Regions from separate parts of the Zea mays genome. Here region 2 is linked to region 1. A link is a contact called in public Hi-C data. All regions are on one chromosome and are shown on one strand. Each heading gives the region's core, a stretch centred on a gene start, on an enhancer-like site or on the middle of the called end of the contact. The rest is flanking DNA. Distances are from core to core; before and after follow the strand shown.

Evidence for each region. A called contact is a pair of places that touch in the nucleus more often than the background predicts.
Region 2: a Hi-C map of bundle sheath shows a contact between it and region 1, with 2.2 times the contacts expected there. The contact joins the promoter of LOC100193300 here to the enhancer-like site in region 1. A contact is called at or near these places in 13 of 25 Hi-C or Micro-C datasets (bundle sheath, ear, endosperm and 5 more) and 1 of 3 datasets of contacts at active chromatin or transcription factors (leaf).

What each region holds. Positions count from the first base shown.
Region 1 is chr2:25,171,421-25,176,606 of Zm-B73-REFERENCE-NAM-5.0, reverse strand. No RefSeq gene overlaps it. Among protein-coding and RNA genes, the nearest start is that of LOC103646158, 21 kb to the right of the region's middle. Within about 2 kb of position 2,451, at least 17 of the 20 cell types and tissues checked have an H3K27ac peak or open chromatin away from gene starts, as enhancers often do. A contact at or near this core is called in bundle sheath, ear, endosperm and 4 more, where this site is marked.
Region 2 is chr2:25,206,643-25,211,749 of Zm-B73-REFERENCE-NAM-5.0, reverse strand. It overlaps LOC100193300, which reads right to left and starts at 3,303. Exons shown (of 4, transcript NR_159664.1): 1 at 2,672-3,303; 2 at 630-942; 3 at 142-173; 4 at 1-26.

The DNA.
Region 1 (5,186 bases), core at 1,202-3,701:
ACTGGCGACTTCACCAGCGATGAGGAGCACCGCCGACTGCTAGGAGCCTAGGACGATGGTGATGACCATGGATTCTTAGGCGCCAACGAACTCAGATGGTGACAAGGAAGGTGAGCAGACTTCATTTCTTCTATCGGTCCAAAAATACTGATTTCTTTTTTGATGGATGGATGGATGGATCATAGTTCATGGATGCGTGCTTGCCAATGTGGTGATGTCTGAAACTTGGATAGTTTGTACTAGTTGTTAGTACCTAGTTATCCTTAATTGGGGATGGAGGCCCATTGGAGACTTGAAACCCGAATGGAGAAGAGTATGGGATGAGTTTTCCACCCATGCATGATGGGTATGGGGATAGATCAAACATGATAGAGATGGGTCTGGAATGCTATATTTCGGTGGGAAATTTCTCATTGACATCTCTAATCAGAGTAGCAGCCTAAATACGACCCTATACATGCATCGAATGGGTCTAGGTTAGGCTCACTAAATACCCCGTGATGTGGCATACTTGTGCCGAGTTAAAATAGGGGGCTTCATGCCGTACCAGGAGCGCTATGAGCTGCACATACATATAGCTGTCACCATGCATGGCGTGGACGACACTGATTGTTCCCTAGATTCACCCCTCTCCGTTGCTTTCCTTGCACTCCAATCTGCCGTCTATGATGTTGTTCCCCACGGAAGGCAGTGACTTGTTTAAAAAAAACTGAAGTTTTTGGGAGTTTGGAACCAATCCCATCACGCCTTCAATTATTGCATTGATGCTTCTAGGTTACAATAGACCGTTTAATAACAATGTTGCCGGTACTACCAATTCAAGGTAGGTACGAGGGCACATATATACTCATTCAGTGTGAACTAAATATGGGCTAAAAATCATCAGTTCTAAATCATGCATACAAACAAGAGAACTAATAGACGAGCTAATTAATTTGTTACTTAACCTTCAACTAATAGTAAATCCTAACTAATTGAAGCTATTTTTAAGACTCAACTAGACTAGCCTTAGCAATACAAACAAACCCTAACAAGACATCTCTAACAATAGAAGTAGTATGAAAATATATGTCATACTCGACCCGTTCCAAAATATATGTCATTTCAAGATTTTTTTAGAGCCAAAGTTTTTAAAGTTTGACAAAAAAGTATAGCGCAAATCATAAAGATTAATGACATGGAATAGATATAGTATGAAAATATATTTAATAGAGAATCTAATAGCATATATTTGATATCGTAAATGTTATTACTTCGTTGTATAAATTTGGTCAAACTTTTAAAAAAACTTATATGTTGGGACGGAAGGAGTATTATATAGACCTAATGGCTAACGCATAGGAGTATATAGTTGGAAGCTAGCGATCTTCTCTCCCCCGCCTCGTCTTCACATGTCAATAACTGTCCTCCAGGTAGCTAGCGCAAATAATGACGAGGACTAGCAGACTGTGGCTCCCCCCCTCATTATGCAGTAGGTAGGAGAAGCTATGGAAGTGCTTAGCTTTGTTAATTGCTTTTTATGGAAAGATTAGGTTTCTTAATCGCACGCCAGAAGGTGTCCAATGGGATTTTGTCCATGCGTGCGTGGTTCCCCCGGCCCATTGGCTCGATCGTTCGTACGAAGCGGCAGGAGGAGAAGGAATTAACTAGGCCATATCTCCTTGTTATTAGAACCGTATTATAGCTTATCCCTCCGAATTAGTTAGGCTAGTGGTGGGCGGGGGCGTACGTTTGCTGAATAAACTAGCATGGCAAACCTAAAGCTCATCTGCTTTTGTTGTTGTAATAAGGGCAGTGTGTGTGTCCTGCTCAGTTTAGGCCCCCCGCTCTCTCTCTCTCTCCACGTGATCTGTCCTGGGGATCGGCATGGTAACCTAAAACTGTGTGGAGTAAGCGTGCATGCATGTCGTTGCGCTTCATCAGCAGAGGCAGTTTTATATTATTTCTGTGCCGTTGTATTTTCATTGGTACCCGCCGGTGTGGTGGATGCAAGTATGTAATGGTAGTATTAACGCTAATGCCTTGTTCAGTGAGCTAGCTCTCCTCTGCTCAGTTTAGGTTAGTGGCTGAGCACGAATATGGTCTGATTGCATACAATCATGTCCAAGCCATGTCTCGGCGCCAGATTCTTCCGGAAAATATGACAAAAAGGAAGAGATCGAAGCGGCGTGGGCAGCGGATTGGCGCTCTCTTTTTGGGCGCATATTGGGATCGGGGGGCACGCGTGCTGGGAGGACGTACCAACCCCTGCCGCCGCCTGCTCTAGCTCGCGTGGCATCGGCCCGCTTTCGGCACCAACGAAAAAAAGAAGTCCACGCCTCGCCCCCGCGAACGCGTTGCGTAGGTAGCACGTCCAACGAAAATCTACTGCTTAGCTTAGCTACTGTATATATGCCCGCGGCGCGGACGGGACGAGGTCACGAGGGCCCCGCCATCGAACCGGCCGCCGGCTCGCGGCCACGCACGACCGCCGTACGTGACGGACGGTGTGCGCCCGGAGGCCGCAGCCGCCCACCCACCCACCCCGGCCGCCCGCCGGCCGGTGGCGTGGGTTTGACCCGGACACGGTTTGTTTTGTGCGTGCCGCGGCGGCACCCAACCCAACCCAACCGGCCAGCCCGCTGACCATGCATGCGAATCGCGGAGACTTTTGTCCTTCTGGCCGATGCACGTCTGCCACCCCGCACGACTGCCGCCACCGGCTGCAAAGGCGGTATCGATGGGGGAATCATCGGCCCAAGTGCGCGTCGAAACGTGGCGCCACTTGCGCCGGACGATCGTAGCTACCCACCGTCCTAAAGCTTGCGTGTCGATTTTACGCAGTTCGGTCGGACAAAGCCAAGTTTGACGGTGTAAGTGGTCGGCTTGTGACTGTATATAACAATAGTATATTGATCTGTCAAAATCTAACTCTACCTGTGCGCGCGATGGTGACCAAAAGGTGTGCAGTGCCGATAGACATCCATGCATATACGTCTACCTCCGTGTTATTGATGATGCTTACCTAATATCCCTCAACTACGTAGTCAAATGTTAAAAAAATGATTAGTGCTACGAAATATAGATAGAGAGCAGAGATGACAACAACGAACGAGATCGGTCGGCATAACCCTCTTCCGGGGTTTCATTTTTTACTTTTATTTTCGAAACATGATTGCGAACGGATCGGAACGGGACCATCAAAAAAACTGGATTGGCGGGACGACGAAAGCAACCCGGCCAAAACGAAAGGAACAATTCGATTATAAAATAAAAAGCGTAAACACCGTAGTAGTTTAGTATAAGAGAGCATCACGCGCGGTACTTGATAGATCTACGCCCAATAAAATGTTAATGTCATGGCGGTTAATTAATGATATAACTGCGTAGCGTATGTGTTTTTATACGTCCCAGCTCTAATAATTAACCATGGTCTAGGGCTCTAGGCCTCGTATACGTATATGTATAGTCGTAGCTGGAGCCGGTAGAATCTAGCTAGCAGCTAGCTGGCTAGGGTTCGAGACCCCATATACAATTCGTATTTGGAATCATCGAGAAATAAAAACGATACATATATATACTCGCGGTTGAATAGTCGGACGAAGAAGTGGATTAGCACAAGCGACCTTTAAACTATGCGTCGATCTTTGTCAAGTGAGTTCTTAAGTAATATATAATCACAGTAATTAGCTAGCTTATTTGCGTGCGTGTCTTTGCCGCCGGTAGCCGTCGTTACTGCTTAGAGGGGGGTGGCAGGATGATGTCCGCACACGGTTATTAGTGCCTGCATGTAGAGACAGTAAAACGACAATCTTGATAATCAGTCTCACATGGTTTTTAATTGAAGTTCGACTGGAGGTTTGCGGTAACGACTTGGCGCTTGCATGTCCTTTTCTTGTTATTGATTGACAACAGCTTTGACGTATATATAGTTGCCGCGCGCACGATCATATCATATATATTCATATGCAGCTGACAAGTTCGAACAAACGACCTTTTGCGTCTAGGCTTTGACTTCTCATTTAACTTTTAGCAGTGCAAATCGATTGGGGGATGAGAGATATCTCAATCAAGTGCATGTGTTCTTCAGTTTATATATGAATCACATATATTGATCAAGAACCGATACATATATAGAGACGACTATAGGGGTGAATGAATGAATGAATACAAGGCAATCAAAATTTCTTGTAAAATGACCGCTGTCATGCATCGAAACGACACCAGCTAGGTCATCGGACGTACCGTACAAAAGATAGCAAGAGGAGTAGGGCGGCCGGCGTACGTCCACTAAATCCTAACACACCTCATATTATATATCACCGTAGAGTATATCTACGAGCAACACCTTTATCTTTATGATGAATCGGCCAGTATCTTAATCCAAAAATGATTTGTATATATATATATGAGCCATATGTTACTATCTCATAACGATTACTCGTCAGTCCTCAACAGAGCTAGAGAAATACTCCTATATGGAACCGTCCCTGGTCCAAACTGGCACGCTAGCAGAAAATATCTGCACGGCAGCAGCGCGCACTGTCGTCCGAAACAGCTGTCACGAGTTACAAATCTTATATTAGCAGGAGAGTTAAGACCTGAACGCGCCCTTGTCACATAGTACTATATTATACCTAACCCCACACACACTAGCAATTCAAGCGGATGCAGAAAGACTGATGAACTACTTAATAGATAGAGAATGACGCTTCTTTGCAAGCAAGACTCTTAGTTTGTTCTTCTAATTAAAGTGTGCTTATCAGGGAAATATCTTCTTCAAGCTCCATGCAGGTCCAGGCCAAAGAAAAAGAGACGACACTCGGGTTTGTTTGGTCGCCACGCCACTACTACCTGCAGAAAAACCCGGCCGGCAGCTAATCAGCAGCTCCGATGAAGCTTCAGGCAGATAAAACAGGAACTGGTCGCCCTTGTTTGTCCTGGGCTTTTAGCTGATGATTAATTAAAAGCAGACGATGAACTATTCATCATTTTAGAGAGAGAGAGAGAGATAGTAGATGATCTAGGATAGATATCGATGCCTTTGGTACCCAGGCAGAAACAGAAAATATATAAGATCAGCGTCGCCATATCTCATGGACCTTGACTTTGCTTCGAGGGCACGTGTACGATTGGTCAATAGTAATTGCGCGATCACACAAAAATGGTAAGGAAACGCGACATCTCATGACGAGCTTTCCGAGCAG
Region 2 (5,107 bases), core at 2,054-4,553, 34 kb before region 1:
ATAGTATCTTCCAGTTGTAGAAAGTCCTTGGTCAAATGTAGCAAGAGAATTATTTTCAGTAAACTATATTACTGCAAGAAAAGTAACAATTATGAAAATGTTTAAAGTAGGAGCAGAATAAGGTCCTCAGTGGTTAAGTACCTGATGGTCACTGTTCCTACATGTTGATGCTCCTGCAAAAAATATTATTGTTGGTGCAGCAGTTTGTTAGGTCAAATTAAGTAATTAACTGATCATTTGTTTCACTGTTTATTGAAATCAGTGACTTAATGAGTTAAAACTCTATGCTCTTAGCATCTTTAAAGATACTTATGCTGCAGGATAGTGGTAGATAATAGAAGAACAGACATGGTGCGAGGGTTATATCACTGATTCACTGTGTATGGTGCAGTGGGGAGAGCTATAGAACTAAGTGCCTCGTGCCGTGGCGTGAGCTATATAACTAAGCCACTAGGTCACAGGTTCGAAGTAGCCTCTCGGCCACTCTGTATTTGTGGTGGAAGATTTACCACGATTTATCCCTCTCAAACCCTACTCATGTGTGAGCCTTTGACATTGGGTCTCCCCTGCTCCTGAAGTGGTAGGTAATAAATCGTGTCTCTTATATAAAGAAAAGCTTTGTGAAGTACCAGTAGCTCTAACAGAGAATGTTCTTAGGCCGTTGTAGCTCTAAATTGTTGAATAATTTGTTTCACTCATATCACCATCTTCATTTTGACATCCCTCAATGATAGAGAACTATATATGTCCTCCATATCAGCCATAGAATTCCGCCAGCCCTCAATGAAAGGATTAGTGATGTTTTTGGGATTTTCAACTGTCCAAGTACCATTTGCCAATTGTGCAGGAATGATGGCTCTGAAAGCAGCAGAAGCTGATCAGAACTTATTCCCATTTGTTGACGCTTTGAAATCCAAACACCTGTGCCCACCAGCGAGCTGTCTGCAGACATTTTGTCCAATACGAAGACATAAACATAGGTTGAATTGAACAAATATCCTTCAACACCCATCTGAGTCACTCATAACATAACTGAACGAGTGGTAACTAGATTGAAGGAAACATTATGTGGCAGCCCAAAAGATCATTCATTGATTGTTCTAAGTTCTAACTTGTCAATTATGCTTTCAACAAATCAAACAGCACACAAGAATACTTGGCAGAGAAGTCCAATAACCATATAAGGACTAGTTTGGGAACTCCATTTTTCCAAGGGATTTTCATTTTCCCAAGGGAAAATGAACTAATTAAATCCGTTGGAAAAATGAGATTCCCAAACTAGCCCTAATAACATTTTCGGTCTATTAGTGGAAACATCAAGCATAATGGACAGCTGTTTCTTCAAGTTATTACCCATTGTCCATTGAGAAAATATCTCAATTTGCTCCTTCTGATACTATTTATTCATGGTAAATTAAGATTTCATAAATTTTAATTAATAGTGTGATAGAAAAGATCTGTAGACACACATGTGAGCGTATGCATATGAATATAACCATGTATTTTGCATATACGAGTAGATGAGTGCTTGGTCAGAAGATGACCGCTTGTGCATTTTCTGTAAAATGAATGTGTTGGCACATAAGCAACGTAAAATAATAGAAACGGTCATTTTGTTAAGAAAACTCACATTGTGAGATTTAGAAATTGCATGCAGCACACAAACAAATGCACTGGAACATTAATCATTAGATCATCACTAGAACAGAAGGATTGATGCAAAACTTGTAATGGTGAAATCATCATTAGAACAGGCCACTGATAATTCAACTCTAAATACATACATTCCCTGTAAAAGAATATCATATGACAAGATTGGAACTTTTGTCAAAACCAAAGGGGAGTCTTTTTAGGCTGTGCAACCCCACATCAAGAAACAAGAATAGAATGCATGAAAGCTAAAAAAAGAAGACAAAATATCCAACGCGCAGTAATAAAGTCTCTAGGAGAGTAAGAAATGTTATCAGGAATATTGCTGCAGAATTTAAGTTAGGTGTGATTCACAAATTGCATCATATAATCAGAGCATACTCAGGTTAAACTCAAAGAATCAGAAATTCAAGTTAGTCTTGACCCCTAAGTGGTCAGCCTAGTTTATATTGGTCAAATTCACTGCAAATGAGTTTGAGGAGTGCCTGTTCTGAGAAAGCCAGGGCTGGCATCTTTGCCCTTGCTTTCTGTTGTTGTAGATCTCGAAAGAATACTCACGACCAATGCTATAGAAGTAATGAAGGAAAACAAGAAACATCTGAAGAGTAGATTTATTACAAAGTGATGCGACTGAATTTCATAACAGAATAGCTATGCTCATATTTTTATTCATTTTGCATGGCTATCAACAGATATATTGGCTTCTTATTTTAATTGGAAAAATCAGCCAACATGCCTCCTGTTTGAGCCAGGATCAAACTAGTTCTTATCATCCAAGTGGCAAACAAACTTAACTACAATACATTCCATCATATGTCACGGCATCGCTCACTCCTAGAGGTAACATTTTGTCTTGAACATCAACAGAACGTGATGCTGAACAGATTCCTCAGTTTAATTACTTTGGATCATAAGTATCAACAATCGAACAATTCCTCAATCCTCACATATGAAAATTTCAATGTTAAAGGGTGGAGAGGGGAGAAGCGCACCGCAAATAAGCAAACAAACAGGAACTTACTAGCAAAGTTGCAATCTCCTATTCTCCCCGCACCCTCGACCACGTTCTTCTTTAGCGCAGACACAATAGTATACAGATGCCACAGCCGCCGATGAGAGCGCGTTATTCTCTAGTCCAGAGCTCTATTCCTCCCCGAGGATCTCGAACTCTTGCTCGCGGAGGTGGGTGATGAACCGGACCGGCTTGTCCTGGCCGTCCAGCTTGAGCTCGAACTCTACCTTGAATGGGAGATTGGCCGTGATGCGCTTCCCCTTCCAAACGCCGATGTACTGCTTGACGACGCCCTCCATGCCGCGCAGGTCCAGGCCGGGCGCCTTGGCAACGTGGTGGACGCGGACGGGCACCGTGACGCGCACGCGCTTCCCGACCTTGGGCGCAGCAGCGGCCTCCTCGGCAGCCACGTCATGGGACGAAGACACGTCGCTGCCGACGGCCACCCGACGCTCGATGTGGAGGCGCGCGCACCACCGCCGCGGCTTGGGGAGGAGATGGCAGCGAGCGGGCGTGGAGACGGGAGGGAGGAAGCGGGGGCTGGGTTGGAGGGGACCTGGCGAGGTGGAGCTGGAGGGGGAAGCCACGGCAGTGGCGGTGGCCGCCATGATCGCCATCGGGGACGGGAAGGTTGGTGGGCGAGTGGGGAATTGCGTCGAGCAGGCGGTGCGCACGTGAGAGCTAGAGATGCGGGAGCCGCAGGAGGATGACAACAGGGCCGGGGGCCAGGGTCCGGGCCTGCGGGGGCTGGCCGCGGGTTTCTCGGGTTAGACCCGGTGGGGCGGTCTGTGTGCGGCGGGTGGGGAACTGAGGATGTACTTTTTCACCCGCGGGTTACGGGCTCTCGTTCTGGATCTTGTATCCACCAGGATCCTATCTGTTCTCATTTTTTGAGTTTGTTTCTTTCAGTTCTTTTTCAGCTTCTATTATCAGTTACGTCTAACTTTTCAATTTATTTTTATAAGAATCGTTTTATTAAAAGTCTAAAACGAACGTGAACATAGAATCGGACGATCTATTGTAATAGCAAAAATTCATCACTTTTAAGATCCTAAACTCTAAGGACTCATTCATTTTTTCCGCACGTAATGATCATAATATTTAGATTCTCCACAGTAATCTTGTCACAACAGATTTTCAAAAAAGCTGTTTAGAAAAAAAGCTGCCCATTCTAGGATGGCAACGGGTTTAAAACCCGCGGGTACAGAGATTACAAACCTATACCCGTAAGATTAATGTTAAACCCGCACCCGCTACCCGCGACGGGTAGCGTACGTTACCCAAACCCGCTACCCGCGGGTTTATGACATCCGCAGGCACAGTCATATAATAAATATTTATTAAACTGATAAAAACATGTATCGATCTTAGCCAAAAGTTTTACGAGTTCCCTAGCGCCTGTAGTCTTTTTTTATATCATTTGATTGACTCTGTTCATTCAAAGCTTTCGGGGTGGCACTAAATTGAGATGCATGTGCTCTACAGTCTACACAGACACACACGCGGGTATGTGGGTTTGCGGACACTGGTACAACATTTTCATACCCACGAGAAAAAACCCGTCGGGTTGAGAATCAAACCCGTTTCCGTACACACGGGTACAAACTCACACCCAAACCCGCATCCTATAGGGCTTTTACGCGCGGGCACGCGGGTAAAATGTACCAGATGCCATCCCTACCCCCTTCGCCCGCGACTCTGCTTCTGCTCGCCAGCGACGTCACCGCATCTTGTAGGTGTTGCTAAGCTACCATCATCTCCGCCTCTCTCTCTGGTACCGCTCGCCGCCGGCGTCTCTGTCAGCTGGCAAATAGGCTGTTTGTCGACGAGACCCGGTGCAAGTACCTCCTGTTGTTTCTGCTTGTATTTTCTTCTACAGAAACAGGAGTACCTCTGCATCCAGCGCGGTCTTCTTCTGAGCTACATTGTGAGATTCTAGTTGTGCAAAAATCGATTTCAGAGCAAGGGCGTGCTGGTGCTGGATGAGGTTCCTAGTTGAAACTTGCAATACAGGGTGCTGTTTGGGTGCTTGATGCTACCTGTAAGGGGCATCTTCAGAGTCATGTGACTCCAGAGTCCAGACGGAGTGAATGCAATAATGTACCTCAATTTTAGATCCCATGGTTGACAACGTAATTGATTGTTTGAGAATGTAGTATCGACAGTGTATTCTCGAGAATGCAATGCTGGCAAAGTAATGAGTATTGTGCGACATTGTATTGAAAAGAATTTTGGAGTATAATCTTGAGAATTCAAAAGAATTTGACAGCGGCAAAGAAAATGTTTAACTGACTTAACCCATGTAAAAAATGAAACTCAGAAAATCATCATATTGAACTGGACTGTGCTATTATTTTGAGGCACTCTTTCCACCACCGATCTGATCCCTACATGTTCTGTGATCTGCTGTTCAATCAATGCTGCTTTTCTGGGAGTTACATCACT